2 separate regions of the Gossypium hirsutum genome follow, and region 2 is linked to region 1. Evidence: chromatin contacts called from public Hi-C data. All regions are on one chromosome and are shown on one strand. Each heading gives the region's core, a stretch centred on a gene start, on an enhancer-like site or on the middle of the called end of the contact. The rest is flanking DNA. Distances are from core to core; before and after follow the strand shown. Region 1 holds the start of LOC107939273 (protein SEEDLING PLASTID DEVELOPMENT 1). Region 2 holds the start of LOC107934530 (vacuolar protein sorting-associated protein 24 homolog 1).

The links. Hi-C and Micro-C count contacts between places; a contact is called where the count stands out from the background.
Region 2: a contact with region 1 is called in a Hi-C map of leaf, with 2.3 times the contacts expected there. The contact joins the promoter of LOC107934530 here to the promoter of LOC107939273 in region 1. A contact is called at or near these places in 13 of 34 Hi-C or Micro-C datasets (callus, hypocotyl, leaf and 2 more).

Annotation. Positions count from the first base shown.
Region 1 is chrA10:110,258,871-110,261,404 of Gossypium_hirsutum_v2.1, forward strand. LOC107939273 (protein SEEDLING PLASTID DEVELOPMENT 1) reads right to left here and starts at 1,269. Exons shown (of 9, transcript XM_016872576.2): 1 at 1-1,269. The coding sequence starts at 411.
Region 2 is chrA10:110,438,880-110,441,413 of Gossypium_hirsutum_v2.1, forward strand. It overlaps LOC107934530 (vacuolar protein sorting-associated protein 24 homolog 1), which reads left to right and starts at 1,272. Exons shown (of 6, transcript XM_016866979.2): 1 at 1,272-1,610; 2 at 1,783-1,859. The coding sequence starts at 1,499. It overlaps LOC107934552, which reads left to right. Exons shown (of 5, transcript XM_016867003.2): 5 at 1-119.

The sequences.
Region 1 (2,534 bases), core at 19-2,518:
AATAACCCAATCCCCCGAAGGAAACCTAGCGAGAGGTTTCCTCCCCAAATCCATAACCACCTCAATCAACTCCCCAATCTCTTCATGCCCGTTAAGCTCACTCCTCATCCTCGACGGCAACATCTCGAGGAACAAATCGAGCTCCGTACATGACTCCATCCGGGAAGTCGAAGCTGGGTTCGGGCAATCCAACGACGACCCATTGGAGGACGTAGTTCGATCGGAGGGTTTACGGATCTGTGGGGTCCGGAGAACAGAGGCTTGAGATTGCTTCAAAGGCGGCATATATGGTCTTTGATGAGCTCCGCCGCGCGCGGACGTGATGAAGTGGGAATGCCTCTGACGGTAGCGCCATGAAGCGGCGTTGTTGGTGATGTCAATAAGAACAAATCTCGAATTCAAAGCTCTCATTTCCCTTTACTATGAATTTTATTTTCTCTTTTGTTTGGTTTTGGTTTTGTAGTAAGGGGAAAGGAAAGGAAAGCAGATATGAGAAGCAAGGAGAAAGAAGAAGATTCGAAGGGATCTCCTCTGGGATTGGAGAGAAAGTGGGACCCCAACAGAGGAAAGGCAGGCATTAGCGACCATGGAAGTTGTGGAGGTTGATTGAGAAGACACGTGGTGGATATTTTGGATTTTTTGGATGACATTGTAAAAGAGTATAAAACACGGATGACTGACTGTAAAATTTAAGTGATGGTTACATTTAACTATCAAGGAAGGCAAAGGATGCAAGGAGGAAGATGAAGTGCAAAGAAGGTCAGAGACGGCGTCGTTCAGTTGTTGGCCCTACAAATTAGTGGGTCAGAAATAGTGTGAACATCAATCAGCCATTCCAAGACGGCGATTCAGACCAAAATGACGGAAGTGTGGATCATGTAAAGCAAAGTGACGATCTTTCTTCACCATAATGCCTTATTGGTGAAGAGAAAGTTTGGGTTGGGATGATCTAAAAGAGGACATGGTCAACACGCAATAAAAAAAGGAATAATAAGTTGTTTAAACTACACCAACCTGAAAAGTCTTTGGGATGAGTACGGAGCCATCACATTCACAAATCTCTGGATGCAAATTGAGGAGTAACCCAGGTTTGAAGAACCCACACCATCGCCAAACTTATACTTGAACCTGCTCAACAAGTAGCTAAATTTGAAATTAAATATTGTCAATTTAATTTCACATTCAATAGGTTAGATTTCTGTAAGTTTATAGTAGCATGGACTGCATGGTATTGTTTATTGCCACTCTTGAATAATTAATTGGCTTATACTTCCAAAACCAATAAACTAATTTAGTCAATGATTTCAACTTTTTCAAATAAGGTTGCTCATTCAAGGCCTGGTGCTTAAATTTACTACAAAATAAAATTTACTTCACCTTAGATAAAATTGGAAATTTAAACTTCCTTGTCTCATTTCATGTTAGAACAATTTTTTTTTTTAGCAATTAAAATTTTGAGTGTTTGCATATTTAACTTTCAATAGCTAATGATCATCCTCTGTTAAATTAATCTTGAAAAGGAAAGAGAGGAGTTTAAACTTTGGTGGATACTTATATTATCTTTAACCTTATGTTTAAAGCTTACTAGAATATTGTTGGTGATCACTTGAAAAGACTTATAATAGGTTGTTTGTATCGCATTGTTGGTGGATACTTTTTTAGGTATTATTTGGATAGGTTTTCTATTGCATTGTGAGGTATTTGGGTGATCCATTTGTAATAATTGGGGTTGGAGTTGGTGCTACAATTACATATTTGTGTATGGGTAGATTAGACTTAAGCCAATAGGTGATTCAGATGATTATTGAATAAAATCATTTACTAAGCGAGGCTCCACAAAGTAGAATCAGAAACTGCGTTAACAAATATTGTATGTTAATTATCTCCTTACTTTACTCCTTGCCATGTTTTGCATTTATTTTGTTCCTTTCGATTCTATTCCAATTTTTGTTAAAACAAAACCATTGTACAGCCAACCAAGTTATATGTTTGAACAATAGTTGAAACAAAGTGCAACTGGATGCTTTTTTAGTTACAATTTAAAAAACTTATGGTAAAAAATTGTATGTAACCTTCTTTTATGCCTCTTCTTTTTTTTTTTAATTTTATCTCCCTTCTACAAATTTTTTATTTCAAATTTTATTTCCCTTCTACAAAATTTTACCTTTTTTTTCTTTTTCTATTCCCCTTCAAACTTATCCTTTTTATCATGGCTCTTAATTAAAATACAATAAATAATAAAATATAATATTTGAAACTAATAATAATAACAATACATGTACGAAATTTATTGATAATGGGTATCAACAATGAAGAAGATAATGAGGAGAAGGTAGTGGTATATAGGAGGTCAATTCACCTAATAAAATGGAGAGCCAGAAAAGTACAAAAGGTAGAAAATGGGTATTATGCTGAAGAAGACTGAGGTTGAGGACTAGTAAGAGGGTTTAAGATCTGATCCTTTATTCATCGCTCTTTAGGGTATTTATAGGAGAAAGGTCTCCCACCTAATAATGCCACATTGCTAACAATTC
Region 2 (2,534 bases), core at 22-2,521, 180 kb after region 1:
TTCCAAGCCTAGATTGTGTTTGCCTCCTTAGATTTATGTAACACACATTGTGAATGTCATTCCAGGATGTTGGATACGGATATCTGTCTTACACGTGTATGATGATATTTTTTTTTCTATTTAGAGGATCCTAACTACGTACCATTGTTCAAAATGTGTTCGACAAGGGGATTTTTTCCAGATATAAATATGTTAGGAAGCTTCTTGGAAAATCATATTGTCCTACTCATGTCCAACGCATCATAGTATTTACTTTTTGGTTGGCATTGTGATGAGCATGGATCCCAGAACTGAACTGAAGGTTGAACTGGTTGTATTTTCAATTCAATTGGTTTAAGGTTGATGATGATATAAAGTGTTAGCAATTTTTGTTTATTATATGGAGTGTCAAAAGGAAGCTTTAATCACTAAGTCTTAGCATAAGCTGTTAGCAAGTTAATTCTTCATCCATGACTTCATATTCATTTTTAATTTAATGTTTGCTTCTTTTTTTAATGAAATAACTTTTAAATACAACCATCAAGAAAATAGGCACAAATCAAGCAAAAAACTGTTGTTAGGTGGAAAAAAAAATCAGAGTTGGAGCCTTGTATCATTTATTTGTTGTTAGTGTAAGAAAATTTAAGTTTTGAGTGTATTAAAACGTATTATTCTTCTAATTGGAGCGACTATAGATAGTTTTAGTTCTAAAAATTGTATAAAAAAAGTAAAGTATAAACAAGTTAAATATTAAATTCCCATGAGCTAATTTGTTTATTGTTATAGTTATTAATGTAAGTAAAAAAAATATGAATTTTATGAGTTTGTGATAAATTATGTAATAAATATATTTATTAAAATTTTATATAAAATAATTGTTATTTTGATTACAATCATAAAATTACTTATGTTTTAGATTTTCTGTATTTTAATGACATTATAATTTTCGATTAAGTCTTAATTTGATAGATATGAGAATTATTGCTAACATAGGAACACGTAAGTTCGAGTGTACTGAAATATATTATCCTCCTATTTATAATTAAAGAGAGACTGTACCTAATTTTAGATATTGTATAAAAAAAATTAATTAATCACGATTTGTCGTTTGAAATAAATTTTGTCATACAAATTGTGATAAATTAGTTTACATTAATTCAAATTTATAATAAAATAATAAAATTAAAAATACGAGAAGGAAATGTTAACGCGGTGGGCGAAACGACGTCGTGTTGCTAAGTACGCTGCAGACTGTTCTATAACACGTATTTTCCCGGAAAATATAAAAGGAAAAGGGAAAGGTAAAAGATTCCGAAACGAAACACGGCAAAAGAAAATTGAGGCAAAAAAGAAAAGAAAAGAAAAACAGGAAAGCTTTGATTCTAAGCCATTTTCTTTGCTCCATTCCATAGAAAGATCTAAAAGCTCAAGCTTTCCTAGCAAAATTTTCTCACCATTTTTTTAAGTTACGAAGAGAGGGAAAGGAAAAGGGACTAATTTAGAGAAAGAAAAGGTAAAGATGGATAAATTTAAGAATATGTTGAAACCCAAGCCGAATCCACAACAACCACTAAGAGATTGGCAAAGAAAGCTTCGTCAAGAGTGCCGTAACATTGAACGCCAAATTAGAGGCAAGATATTTCCATCTTTTTCCCTTCATTGTTTGGAAAAAAGAAATTGATGATTGCTTTTTAGTGGTAATTTTGAATCTTTCAGTTAATGGGTATGTGAGAATTCAGGTTTAAAATAAGGGGGTTTTTTTATAAGAAAATTTATGGGATTTTTATGTGGATTTTGTATTAGATATTCAGAGAGAGGAGAAAGGTGTACAGAAGGCAATTCGAGAAGCCGCTAAGAGAAATGACATGGGTTCTGCTAAGGTAAAAAATTCTTGGGTTTTTTTTTTTTCTTTCTAATGGAACTTTATCTATATAGATTAATCATGTCATAGTTTTTGAGGGAATTCAATATTTTATAATTGGAATGGTTTGATTAGGAAGATAAGTTATGTAATTACATTAAAGATCATCTAGGAGAACCTGTTGGTTAATTCGGCTGCCCTTAAGAGTGGCATCTAACAATGGGGATTGGCTCTATTTTAGCAAATAAAAAGATCATTGAGGCGAACCCATCGGTTCATGTAGTCACCCTTAAACATGGCATCTTGTGAATCTAAAGTTCATTGTAAAAGGATCTAGGTCATTATATGGTGTAGAATGACTTTATGTTTTAAGTTGCTGAAGTAAATTGGATTTTGTGGTTTTTTAGATGAAATGATTGGTCATTCATACGAAAAGGATGCTACTTGATTATCCTAAGTCTAGCTGATCTTCAGTATTCATCCAATAGGTATTCGTCCAATGAGTTTTCTAGTCGATCTTAGGATCAGGAGATGTAACTCATCATTGGTTCTAAGCTGGAACTGCACACTGAAATCACGAAAGATGTTGATTTTTGGAATAATGAAAAGATCATCTTTTCGTTGGGTGGTCCAATTTGATGAAACCTATGTGCCTTAGCACGTGTATTATATGTGAAAATCATTTATTGTCTTT